2 separate regions of the Mus musculus genome follow, and region 1 is linked to region 2. Evidence: chromatin contacts called from public HiChIP or PLAC-seq data. All regions are on one chromosome and are shown on one strand. The core of a region is the stretch at or near the end of the contact, and the rest is flanking DNA. Distances in the headings are between cores, read along the strand shown. Region 1 holds the start of Rims2 (regulating synaptic membrane exocytosis 2). Region 2 holds the start of Baalc (brain and acute leukemia, cytoplasmic).

Evidence for each region. HiChIP or PLAC-seq counts read pairs in DNA pulled down with a chosen protein or histone mark.
Region 1: an H3K27ac HiChIP or PLAC-seq map of epiblast stem cells shows a contact between it and region 2, with 4 times the contacts expected there. The contact joins the promoter of Rims2 here to the promoter of Baalc in region 2. A contact is called at or near these places in 16 of 39 promoter capture datasets (the 3T3-L1 cell line, 3T3-L1-derived adipocytes, the C10 cell line and 11 more), 8 of 484 Hi-C or Micro-C datasets (the HL-1 cell line, the N1E-115 cell line, cerebral cortex and 5 more), 8 of 115 datasets of contacts at active chromatin or transcription factors (embryonic stem cells, epiblast stem cells, forebrain and 2 more) and 3 of 9 other capture datasets (embryonic stem cells, liver and macrophages).

What each region holds. Positions count from the first base shown.
Region 1 is chr15:39,195,683-39,202,676 of GRCm38.p6, reverse strand. It overlaps Rims2 (regulating synaptic membrane exocytosis 2), which reads right to left and starts at 4,391. Exons shown (of 27, transcript NM_053271.2): 1 at 4,139-4,391. The coding sequence starts at 4,314.
Region 2 is chr15:38,928,705-38,935,661 of GRCm38.p6, reverse strand. Baalc (brain and acute leukemia, cytoplasmic) reads right to left here and starts at 1,753. Exons shown (of 2, transcript NM_080640.6): 1 at 1,586-1,753. The coding sequence starts at 1,753.

The DNA of each region.
Region 1 (6,994 bases), core at 3,142-5,641, 260 kb before region 2:
TTATCGTGCAAAGAATAAATGTTCTAGTAACAATAATTGCACATAGGCAAATTGGTAAATAAGATATTTTGTAGCAAAAGTATATATTATCTATTAAATAAAAATTGTAAATTAACTTCAGAAACCACTTATAAAATTGCACTATTAAAAAATTTAAGCTGGATGTGGTGGCGCATACATGGATATTACCAGCACTTGGGAGGCAGAATCGATCAGATCTGTGTGAGTTTGAGGCCAGCCTGGTCTACACAGTTAATTCCAGGACAGCCAGGGCTATGTAGAAAGACCCTGTCCTAAAATAAAATAAAATAAAATAAAATAAAATAAAACATTAGCCAGAAACTGTAGCATATACCTTTAATACTAGCCTAGCACTTGGGTGGCAGGGACAGGTGGATCTCTGAGTTTTAAGGCCAGTCTGGTCTATGTACCAAATTCCAAACAAGCCAGGGCTACAAAGCAATACCCTGTCTCAAGCATAAATAAATGAATTAAACTAAGTACAATAAAACATTTATAACTCCTCATATGTGTATACAGTATGTACTTGTTAACTTAATCTGTCATGGATGTGCTTTATTCTTTCGATTTGAGGAACATGTTGTCCTATCAACATTAATAGAAAGCCCAAGCTGAGAACAAAGACAATACACATCTCCTGAAAAGCATAAATAGGTGTGGTAGCTCAATGACTGGTCATCCCAGCACTTGGGATTAGAAAGGCAGAGGCAGAAGAATCATTTAAGGTCAACCTGGGCTACACAGAAAGACACTATCAAATGAAAGAAAGGGAGGAAAAGAGCGGAAAAGATTTTAAAAAAAAAAGTAGGGAGAAAGAGAAGGAAGAAGTGTTCAAAATACTTTGTATAAAAAGACTATGTTGCGAACATAATAAAACCACATTACACATTTCCTGAATACCTTTCTACTTGATTTTTAGTCAGACCAAAATAAAATAAAAACAAAAGACAATGGTAATACACAGTCCCTAAATAGTTTTTCTTTCAAAACAATGAATCGTCTTTTTTCCACAGAATGAGTGAACTGTTTCATTTGCATGGTAGTTCAGCTCAACATTACTTCCTAGGTACCTATTATGTGTTAAGATGCCAAGGAGCAAGATAACCAGTGACTCCTCAAGGCTCAGGGCTGAACCGGCTGCAGGAATTCATGTAAGGGCACTTTTGTTTTCTTTTGTTTTAGTAATTAACAAGGGGGTTAGTGGGATATAAAATGCTTTGAAAAATACAGTACCTCATTCACATGGAAGATAGTATTGTTTGATAGACAGAAGACTTCCTGGGTATGTATGCATAGCTGGGCCTTAAAGAAATCACTGATAATGAAGTACGAATCATTTCTAATTACTCAGTCTCTTAAAAGAGAATTCAGTGTGGTGGCCTCAACTTGTTTTGATGGCTCACCTTTCTTATTGAAAACATCTCAGGCATGATCTCTTAATGTATGCATTTATTCATAAATTATATTCATGTTAGTATTAGCTGACCATACTAAGCATTAATGGGGCTTAGTCTTTTTTTCTTCAAAGATGGGACTATATGTTTAATCTGTTCTTGTATTCCAGTATATCATCTTGTGAATCCCTTGGGTATACACATCTTACTTTGAATAATATTTAGTATGGATACTGAGACTCACAGATCACACAAAATATTTTTATCCAGCCTTCAATTTCTTCACACATCAAACTTATTTTTATTATGATAGTTAAAGAGTAGCAGATACAAATTTGAATTTTAGTTTACTTCTCTGTGCCTATGACCTTCTCTCAGGAAAGATGCTAGCTAACATTCAGTTAAATGACAGACAGTTTAGTGAGGAGCTGATATATGGTCCTAGATTTTCAAGAGAAAGAGTAAACACAACTATCAGGATTATTTTTTCTACACAGCATATTTGTTATTTAACACCCAAGGCTGGAAACATATTATTTAATAAATGGTCAAATTTTTTCAAACTGATTTGCCTCTTGTTCCTGCAATACTATTATAAAGTTTACTCTCAGTTTCCTTGTCCACTCTCATTTCAAAAACATTTTAAAGAACATTTAAAACTATGTGAATAACTACTTAAATCTGAGTCTATATTTCTCGTTGATGTGATTTCACATATTATATAGCTATATTTAGAGACTGTGTCTGGCTAAATAAAGTGAAATAAATATACAAACATATATTTGCAAAATATGGAGGTTTACTTAGAGATGTGCACATATATACTTGACCTGGAAAACCCTTTTTAAACATCTATTCAGTAAAATACGCTCTTCATTTTGAGCAATTTGTAGTTCAGTACTCAAACAGTCACTAAAATGTCCATATATTGAAACTGTGAATAAAAACTACATAAGATTAACTAGCCAATAAACACTATGCTTCAGTTTACTATAAATAAAACCCCATTTCCATTTAAATATGTAGGTCAAAGAAATAAAGCCATATTTTATTTGAGCATCATTTTGGCAACACTGATTTTCAGCAACTATATTAAGAAGTGTAAATTTATATATCTGAATATAAATCGTAATGATCAGAATCTTAGCACATACTAGTATATAGATTAAAGTTGAGCAAAGTTAGAGTATGCTCAAAAAGCTTTTTTAAAAACTATTTTTATTATTCCATAGTTTAAACTGATTAAATTTCTTAACTTTTTATTCCTATCCTATGACCATGAATAAGCCAAATTCCCTAGTAAATATTCAAACCTAAAAATTAGTATTGAAGCAATTCCTAATTGTTCTTTTATTATTTTGTGAGAACTTGTATCTTTTAAAGATATATATCTATTTGATATGTTTGTTACCATAGGTTATGTAAAATCTGCTTCACTAAAATGTGAGAAGATGTACATCTAGACAAGGTGTGTTTTCATTTGTAAAAAAAAAAAATACTGAATTCAACAACCTGTTTTCAAAATAAGTGGTGAAGGTCAGTAAGCTATTTCTTTTCAAGGAGGAAGTCAACGCTTTTAGTTGTGTGTTTCTATAGCGATTATGGGAAAGTGTATTCGGTGACATGCAAGAGAACTGCCCTCCCTCTCTTTAGGCATATACAGGTTAATTTTTATAGTGAGTAACGACTTGGACAAACATTAAAGGGTTACAGATCTTTACAGATCCAGACAATGACTTTCCAGAAGCAACCGAGATATAAAAAATCATAAAACATTTAAAAGCAAACCTGTAGAAACAATCTCAGCTACAGTGCTACACTGACAAGGAATCCCAAAGTAAAGGAAAACTCATTCTGGACAGTTCCCTGGTGCTGAAGTTACACCGCCTCTAAACCGATGCTTGGGTGCTACTTTCACGCCTCCCACCCTCGCCAAAACCCCGCTGGCTGGACTGTGAGCAAACATAGTAGAACTTCACAAGCAGGGAGCAACCCAAACTGCCACGATGGTAGGAAGTGGAGTCTCCTCGGGATCCTACAGATTTACTAGTTGCAAACAGGAAGAACAGCAGCAGAGTGCAGGGTGTTAGCACCCGCCGAGGGGGAGGGGCTGGAAGATGGCGGCGGCCGCACACCCACCCGAGACGAGACGAGACCGCGCTTAGGCCCCCTCGCCCGCCCCGCAGCCTTCCTGTCCGCTGCGACCGTGGGCAGCGCAGCTCCTCCCGGGGCTGGGGACGGAGCCGGCCCTCGCAGGCGCGGGACGAGCGACCCCGGTGGCACCGGCACCCCGGGCCTGGGCGCTTCACCCGGGTCCGGCCCGGGAGCACCTGTGCACGGCCATATTGGATTCCTTGCCCCAGTCACTGCCTCCGCGCGGGGGCGGCGGGAAAGGAAATGGGACGCGAGGAGCCAGGGTTCAGCCTCATCCCGGGAGCCGAAGTGGCCCGCGGGGAAAGCCGGAGGGCGCCGGGGAAACCGCCGCCTCCCCGAGCTCGCCACCGTCACCTCAGCCGGCCTCGGCGCCCTCCCTCCGCGACACACACCCCCGCGGCTGACAACTAGAAAGCGACCCTGGCGGCCGCGGGCCGCAGCCCTCGTGGCCCCCGCGCCACCGGCGGGGAGGAAAGGCGGCGATCCCCGGCGCGCGGGCGGTCGCGGGGAAGCGGCCGAGGGGGGCGGAGGGCAGGGAGGGAGGCGGGAAGATGGAGCCGGGTCCTTACTTGAGCACGGACTGCTCCTTCTCCTCTTCTTTCTTCTGACGATCCATGACAGCCAGGATGATTTTCCTCTCCTCTTCCGTGAGGTGGCTGAGGTCCGGCATCTCGGGCTGCGGAGGAGGTTGAGAGGCCGCCGGGGTGGGAGCCGGGCGGCCCCGGGGCCCGAGCGGAGCCGACATGTTTGGCGGAGCCGAACCACCCTAGGGAAGCAGGGAGGCAACTCCGCTGGCAGCCGCGGCTCGGGCGCGGGCGGCTGGGGCAGCCTCCGGGGCTGGGACAAATGCATACAAATCAATGGCCTTCAATCCGAGGCGACAGCCCCCCTCCCCCAGGAAAGAAGGCAGGGGGAGGGGAGGGCCGAGGGGGGAGGGCTGAGGAGTGCGCTCGGGGAAATGTTTCTTCTTCCCGGGGGCGAAGGGCTGCCAAGTGAGCGGTTCGCGGGAGCGAGGAGCTGGAGGCCCCGACGCCGAGTGCGCGGAGCGGCGGGGGAGGGCGGTGGAGTAAGGTGGCGGGGACGGCTGAGGGTGGGGTGACTGGAGGGAGGCGGCCGCGGGCCGGGGCGCGAGTGTCCGGCGCGGCGGCGGAGCGGAGCGGGAAGCGCTGCCCGCGAGCCCGACCCCTGGGGAGTCCCGGGAACTCGCCCCGAGCGCCCGGAGGCGGCGAGAGCGGCCGTCCCGCCGGCTGGCGCGTCACCGGGCTCCGGGGCTCCGCGAGGGAGGACCCCTCCGGGAACCACGAGGCGCGGGCTGCGGCAGGGGACCCCAGCCCCCACCCCGGCCCCAGACGGCCGATCTTCCGGCCCGCGGCCCGCGGCTGCCAACGCCCGGACCCAAGTGAGCTCGCGCGCGCCGCGGGGCCGGCCGCCCGCCGCGCCTCATCACGCGCCCGCCCGGGGTCCCGCCGCCGCCGCCCCCAGTGTCCGCGGAGTCGGCGCGGCGGGCCCGCTAGGTGCACTCGCCCGCGCCGCCTCTGCCTCGCCGACTCTTCCCGCCGGGCCCGTGTCCCCTGCGAACCGCCCAGGCCCGGACTCGGCCGACGCTCGCCCCGGACCCTGCTAACGGCTGGGGCGGGGCGGGGAGCTGTGAGGAGCAGGGCGGCGAGGGAGCGGGCGCCCCGGGGTGCGGGGCTGTGGGCGGTGGGGGCGGGAGGATCTCAGGTGGCTGGCGCCGAGCCTGAGGGACCGGGCGCCCCCCGAGCTGTCCCGGGCGGGGTACTGGACCCTGGACGAGGGAAGATCGGAGCAGGTGGGTGTCCCTGCGGTGTCAGCGGCCCGGGACTCGCAGCGGGGAAGAGCCTGAGGGAGTGGAAAGGACCTGGGCGGGAGTGCGGAAGTTCTGGAAAACTGGGTTGTCGGTACCCGCTGCACGGAGAGGTACAGAAGACAGGATGCTGGGGCGGTTTGCCCGAGGCGATTGGAAGGTGTAAGAGGGAAAGGGTCAGATCACGTCCCCGGAGGAATCGGGCCGTTCAGCCCCTTTCTGCCGGTCACTCTAATCTAGAGAAGAGTCGTTATTGGAGCGTTAGCCTGATTTTAGAAAGCCTGGAGACAGGCTCAGTCAAAGAACAGAAGAAAACCGACTCCAATAGGAGGGAGGTGGCCACCACCGGCGCGGGCTCTCAGAGAAGCCCAGCGCAGCCCAGACAGCTCTCCCTCGGGGCGGGGCGAGCCAGCTGAGGTGATCTGGATCACCCCCTCTTCCTCTTCCTGCCACTAGACAGGTGCTTGGTTAGCAAGGTTACAGTGTTCGTGCGTGTGTATGTACACACCCCTACCACGCCTTCCACACTCGCACTGCTTAGTACTAGGCCAGGTTATAGGCTGGTGAGTAAAACCTTCGGGGTTTGTATTGTATTTACGTGTAGTAAGCTCTCTCCCTCCTTTGTTCCCCAGGTACCATCTGACTAGTCTCAGTTTGAGAGAACTGGGAACAGACAAAGCGGCACTACATGTCTCTTGTGATTTCTAAGCTGAAATATCTATATTGTTTTTCTCCCATCCTTTGTAACTAGAAAGAAAAAAATGGAAACGTTTGCTTATGTTTTGTTTCATATTATTATTACTACTGTTCATTGCTACTACCATTCACCTGTTTTCAACCGGATTCATAATCCAAATTAGCTTTCACTGCTTTGTGCAAACCAAATGAGATCATATTAGCCCAATTGATTTAAGTGTTTTACAGTTGAAGAATTTTTATAAATCTCTAATCCAGCCTCATCAATAGGAAATTGAAGACCAAGATCAGAAGATGTATAAGTATGGTAAATAATAGAGCTGGAGCCAGACTCTAGAAACTAAGTATAATTTAAGACTATCATGCATGGTTTTTAAAGTTAAGACACGAAAACGTGGGTCACTTTAAAATACTTGAACCTAACCCTAGAGCAAATGGATCAGCTTCTAGAACTTAGACCTTAGTCGTGGATACACTTTGAAAATACCCCAGACCACTAATGTCTAGCAAAGGTTGGGGGCCATATATTCTAAGGAAGAAAACACTTCTAAAGAAAATTGAGTCTGTTACCTAAAATTCAAATGCTAAGTTTTATTATACACACACTCCTTTCTTGTCATGCATGGCTGTTACCAAACAGTTGGTATACGTACAGCTTTAACCTAGGAAACACAAACCGCCAGAACACGGTAAATCTCCCTTTAAATGAGACGATAGAACTATAAATACTAGTGTTCCACCTTATTTCTGTTTCCATTTTTAAAAATACCATCCTTCAAAACCCAGCCAACATCATCATCCCAACAGGATCAGAACCCAGAATACACAAACACTGCTGAGTCTGAAGATTCTGAGGTTAAAATAGCTTAGTTATTTCAAATATGTTAAATGTGAACTTGAAAGC
Region 2 (6,957 bases), core at 504-3,003:
AAACAAGCATGTAGATCAAGCTGTTTCCAGGTAACTGCCATCTCTCCACTATAACACATTCTGTGTCTCAAATATGGAGAGAAGGATTAGGAGACAGACATCTGGACCTTCTCTAGAACACTCAACCTCGTGAACATGGTTCTGTGGACCCCAAACTGCCTTGCACTCTGTCAATGATGACTGGGTCTCCTGAAAGTCAGCTGATGCACAAAGTAGACAATACAAGACCCTTCCATCTCCCTTCCCCAGCTAGCCTTTGGGCTCCATTAGCATTCCACTTAATGAGGTCATTGTGTTGTGGGCCCAGCTATCATGTTTGTCCCTCCTTCCCATTGTTCTTTGTATCGCAGTCTATAAGAGGAGGCCCATCTGTCTGTTCCTTTGGATATTATTTTATTTCCACTATATGTTTAAGAAACCTGAGATTCTGAAAGATTGACTCTACAAGTCTCCTCGGGTAATGAACTTTGGAGACAAATTTGAAACTGGTTTGCTGATCAAAGCCACTGAAAGCAACTTAATGATGTGAAAAGGAATTCCATCGCAAAATTCTTGCAAACGATAAGCTTTGTTACACAGTGAAATGGAATAAAATTGGTCACCTCGGGGTTTAGCTAGTTTTCATTCTTCCCCATGGCATTGTATGCTATTTAAGGTCCATGTACATGTTTACAATGTCTTTGCTGTAACGGAAAAACTTGATCCTTGTCTTCATCTACACAAAACAATGCTTTTGTGATCTATCAACTCAGAAAAAGAAAGTGCTTTGGGAAATAAACTACCATGTAAGGGACTGATCAGAAGAAAAAACAAAAAGAATACCATCACTAGGTAGGAAACTGTGCCCTCGGGATGCAGGAGGCCAGAGCTGGGACAGGTGGGATCAGTGGGTTCTGAACCTTCAAGTAAATGGTGGACTTCAGGGAAGATGAGGAAATTGGAGGAGGAAGGAGAGGAGGAGAGGAAGAGGAAGAAGAAGGAGAGGAGGAGAAGAGGAGGAGGAGGAAGAGACTGCAGAGTCTCCAATTGCTCAGAGCTTTCATTCTGGGCTGCAGCCCTCACTCCCCCAGCCCTACCCCATGGAGGAGCCAGGCACAGCAGGAGAACCTCTGGGAAGTAAGGGATCAAAGGATGCCAGCCTGGTCCAGGACCGCATCCAGCCTTCTTTCAAACAGCAAGCTTTCTGGTGATGCTGGTATGATATTTTACAAGAGTCACCCTTGAAGACCCTTGCACTGACCAGCTGATTAGAGGGTATGAGGTACAATGCCAATTTTGTTTCCTTCCGCTGGCTTTGCTGCCTAACACAAGGAGACTTTTGGACAAAGCTGTGTACCTGAACCAACACACATTTCCTCCAGAGGGCAACTCTCTAGGACTCGTTTCTATAAGTTAAATAAAACTCAACAGCCCACAAGGAAAGGATTAAAATGGCATTTGCAGTAAGTTTTTACATTGAGTGGTGGAAAACCTCGATTCCCGAGGTCCCGAGGTCTTCCTTCCCTGGACACAGTGCTGGTGGTCCCGATTTGTAAGTTCCACCCCTGTTCTCCATCCCCAGTTGATGTTGTAGTTTTGACCCTACCTCTGTGGCCCAGAGGCCATTCTGTTTCTGGGTCAGAGGGCCTGAGCTGAGGTTCTGTGAGTTGGGACATTGGGTCCCACAGTTCATCTTCTTCTCTGGGTTGGCTATTCCACCCGGGGCTGCAGGTCGGAGCACCCCGTTAGAGGACAGTCCGTCTTCCAGCACACCTGGGGAGGCAAGGAGAGAATGGCACCAGAGGCTTGCAAATGGCAGCTGTTACAAGCAATCCCAAGGTGGCAAAGAAAGGGCAGCTAATAGCAAAAGGTGGCCTCAAGTTCCACCTGGTAAAGCTATCTTTTCCTGTAAGAATACGTGTGTTTTTACGTTAAAAATAAGATTTAAAAATAGCTTTGTAGCTTGAAGTTTTCACTTAACACATTGATGGCAACTTTTCCACATTATTAAACACTCGGCCATGTTATTTTTTACACGTCTGCTGGTCGTACGAACAAGCAATCATTTAACCAATGCCCTCTAACTGGATATTTGTTTCCACGTTCTAATGCTAGATGTTACTGGAATAACATTCCTTTTGATTAATAATTTTATTCCTAGTGGTTCTCTGGGATAAATTCCTAGAAGTAAGGTCACTCTCTTGACGGTTACACAAAGATAATTTTTCCTAGTCTCCACCTATTGGACTGAGCAAGTGTGTCTCCCACAACAAATGCCAAGAAACACAGAACTTCAAATAAATGACCTCACTAAAAAGCAAAAGGAGGACAAGATGGGAATTCAGGACACACAACAAGTACCTGATTTGTAGGAGAAAAAGGCCCAGGGATCAAAGAAGGGATCTGCCAAATGAGCGGAGAGAAGCCAGCCAGATGCCACAGGAGTTACGGGCATGAGGGAACAGCCAGAGAGGCCATCCCTTTTCCTCCACCAGCCTAGTCTAGATGGCCGTCCACCATCTGGGACTTGGCTCACAACAGGAAGCTGTACCCAGGGGCCTTGAATTTCACTTGTATGACTCAAATTCAAAAATAAAATGACTAAGAGTGTCAAGACAGTGTTCACTGAGCTTTGAATTTGAGCCAGGCCCTTTCTGAGCCCAGGAGGTCCTGGGCTCATGACTGCAGCTGATTTGCTGAAAGTGACCAGCCAGTCTTTTGTATAGGCTACACTTCTGGGTAACAGAGGGAAATGTAGTTTACTTTGTCCTTTTTCTGTATTTTCACATTTTGGTAAGAAATACAAGCTAGATTCACACAACAGAAACACGGGGTTTGTGGCTGACCTTTTGGGGTACCCTCTTAAGCAATCTAGAAAGGTTACATATGGCAACGATCCCTGGCTGGCCTCATTTTTTTAGCTTGCTATCAGAACATCTCAGCTTATAGGCCAGGCTCGGTAGGCTAGTCGGTAAGCACTTAGCTGATTGTGTGAGTCATAAGTTAAGAATGTAACCAACATGGCTAAAGAGAGGATTGTGAGGAAGAGACAGCTGGTGCTAGGCCATAAATAATGCTTACCCTGTCTGTGTCAGACATCGTTAGAGCCTTTGTGCATGTTGCCCCTTTAACCCTCACAGGAGCCCTGTGAACTAGGAACCATGATCCATGCTCAGTGACTAAAGTAGCCCCTGCATTGATGCTGGGTGCCATCTGCTTATCTGTTGCTTACCACTCTCTTCCTACTCCAGCCTGGGGTGGGGGACTTGCCCTTACTGTAAAGGAGGAGACATTGAAGTCTAATTCTAGACCTGTGCTTTTCTGAGGCTTGGGGTACAAGCAAGTGCTTCCTCCTAGTAAAACTCCCAAGCAGGCTGCTCTCAACCTTAGTGCTTAGGAAACCCATTAATGGTGTCTTAAAATGCAAATCCTGACATCCATTGGCCCAGATTTCTGATTCAGTAGAGACTCAGGAACATGGATTTCTGAAAGTCCCCCTAGATTCTGAGGCAGAGGACTTTAGAGACTGCACAGGATCCTTATATTATGATCATAGATGTAGCTGCTACATACAGATCTCCATCTAACAGATTAATGCTCTTGCTTATTCTGAGGGTTATGGGCAAAATGCTTATCTTTATTTGTCTCACAGTGGATTCTGGAAAAGCATCATAAACTGAGATAAATTTGCCAGCTCCTTAAAATTTGCCTGCCCCTAGAGAGGCAACATCCTAATGTGAACATCTTCCACAAAATTTCCATCCCGGAGACAAACCAAATGACTGACTTTGTCAAAAGCTGGGAAACAGACATGCCGCTGCTTGATAAACTGCGACCAGTGGCTTCTTGCCAAAGCTTCTGGCTATTTTAGAAATGAAGCCGAGTAGGAGGGCAGACTGCAGAAGTTTAAAATGGTAGCTGGCAGCCACATGCAGAACAAGTTTGCTCCTCAACCTCAGCACCTTGCTATCCCTGGTGAAGGTGATCAGAAAGTCTGTCCAAAGTCATAAAGAAATGGCTGCAAGTATTTTCCCTCAATGAACGAAAATCGAAGTGTAAGAGGTTGGTAACATGTTTGAGAAGAATCTCTGATGTTACATCAGAGGGAACCCTGGCTCATGAAGCCCTGTCTAGGCTCAGATCCAGAACACATGCCCAGTGGTAATTTTGTCTGAATTAAGATATAAATTAAATTATTAGTACTCAACCACTTACTGAGAGTTTGTCTTCTAATTTTCAAAATGAACCAGAATAGGATGTCTGACTGACATTTCTTTAGTCTAATGAATAACTGCAGATTGCACTAATGTGTAATAACATATGTGGTCATTTGCACCACTACATTAAATATACTAACAACATATTGAGTAACTCTTGCATTCATGGACAAGGATACCAAAATACTCCAAAAGGAAAAAATAATTTCTCAACAAATGTACTAGAGAGCTACATGCAAAAGAATGGAATGAATCTTCTATCTCACAACCTACACAAAAGATAAATCACAAAGAACCAAAGATCTAAGTGTAAAAGCTAAAACTGTTAAACTTTTCTTTAAAATATAAATGGCAAATATTTATGATATTAAGTCAGGCAATGATTCCTTAGAAATGACCCAAAAGCACAATCAAAAACAGGAAAATCCATAGTTGGATATCATCAAATATAGAGATCATGAAGAAAAGATAATCCATAGGATAAAAGAGGACTTTTGAAAATTATTTCTCTGCTAAAAAAAACTCTTGCAACTGAATAATGAAAAAAATAAATGGCTCAATTAAAGTATGAGGAAAGGATCTAAATAGACATATACACAAAGAAGATATGCACATGGCCAAGAATATCAGAAATACAAGAGGTTACCAAGATGAGTGTGAAAAATCACACTTTTTTTAAAAAAGGAAAAATTGTTGAAAATGTAGAGACTTGGGAATCCCCTGCAACGTTGCTGTGCCTGGGAACGCTCACTCTCTTTCCCTCAGTCAGGCTCACAAAAAGGTAGACACAGACCACGGGCCAGCAAGGCCACTTCCACCTACACACCAAGACAAATGAGAGCACACAAACGTGCACACGAGTGTTTGTAAGGGTTAGTCTTGACTGCCAATTTAATGGGATTTAGAATTCCTGTGGGAACAAATCTCTGGGCTTGCCCTGTGAGGTGTTATCTAGATTAGCTCAGATAAAGAAGGAACCTCCACCATAATGTAGGTTGAACCACTCCATGGACTAGGATCTTGAGCTGATTAAAAAGGAGACCTTGAGCCAATCACACACATTTATGACTCTGTCTCCTGAATGCAGACAGTAAGTAGTATGTCTGATTGTTCTCTGTTCTTACTTCTGTGCCTCTTGCTTCTTTGGACTGCATCCCCAAATTGTTGAGGTTTGCTCTTTTGCTATGTATTGTAATGCTAATACTGGCCCACAAGGCCTTGTGTATTGCCACCAATGTACCTTGATCCTTAATTTAAAACCACTGCTTGAATGAAGATGCTGACTGCCCATAGCTGGGCAGAAGAGGGATAGGTGGGATTTTGGTTCCTGGGCTTGCAGCTGGAGCAGAGACCACAAAGATGAGGAGGAGAGAGAGAAGGTGGAGGGAGGAGAAGACACCATGGGGTAAGTGAGTCATGAAAACATGGCCAGGGCTAGCCAACTGGATTTAAGAGAAGCCCAGATAACATGGCCAATTATAATTCAGGGTAATTGATGGGGAAGGAGATTCTAATAGCTTAGAGGGTAGATATCTGCCCATCTCTAGTGCATTAAAGGATTAATATAAATATAAAGGTTATATGTATTTTATCTGGGAACTGAATGGTCAAAGGTGGAGTAGAAACCCCAGAATGAAATTAAATAGTTTTTACAACACAAAATAAATCCCTCTGTTCTTCCCTAATTGCTTGAGTCAGGTAGGTATATTGTCTCAGCAATAAGACAAGTAACTCACACAATGTTTGTGGCAGTGTTATACCTAGTAACTGAAAAGCAGAAAAAAACCAAACATCCCACCAGCTGGTGGGTGGATTAATACACATCAGTGGAAATGCAGATATATGCTGTACACCAACAAAGCTTGAAACATTATGCTAACTAACTGAAAAGCCACTTTACAGAAGGTAGTTTGTAAATCCACATTATGAAATACTCAGAAAGAGGCCATTCTAGCGGTGGGAAGGTAGCTCAGTGGTCACCAAGGGCATGGGTGTTGGGATGAGATGAAAAATTACTCGTAAGAGGTATGCTATTTTTCCTCCAGGTAATGAAAATGTTCTAAAATTGGTGGTGCAGTTGGCAGTACAGCTATAAGAGCTGAAATCATTTAATTGTGTTTGATAGATCAACAACATGATGTGTGCATTATAGCTAAAGAAAGCAAGAATCAAAGGGGAAACTGAGCAACACGTTTCAGAATGTTTAATTGGCTGAAGAACAAAAAGGTGAACTGGGACTTGAACAGCTAGAGTTGGGGAAGAGACTGAATTCTGCACTTGTAATCCCTAAGGACACAGGTCCTGACCATCGTGCCTGGATCCTCTGTTCCCTGAGAGTCTGTCACATCTGCCTTTAGCCACTGAGGTTACTGAGGAAACAGCTTCCTGAAGCCCTCAGCCACAGGCAAGGGGAACACCGCAGAGGTAATGCCGGAACCAAGAGCAGCAACCACAGTGTCTGATTTCTGAAGCCTACAGCACTGGTTCTCAACATGTGGGTTGCGACCCCTTTGGAGTTGAATGACCCCAACACATGGCTCCATCAGAAAACACGGATATTTACCATCCACAAGAGTAGCAAACTTAGAGTAATAAAGTCACAACAAAAATAACTTTATGGTTGGGGGTCACCACAACATGAAGAGCTTTATTAAAGGGTCTCAGTGTTAGGAAGGCAGAGAAGCACTGCCCTACAGCGAAACCGGCAGGAAACAAACAGCCTGGAAATCTGAGAGGCAGCCCACAGGGAAAGCTGCGCTCT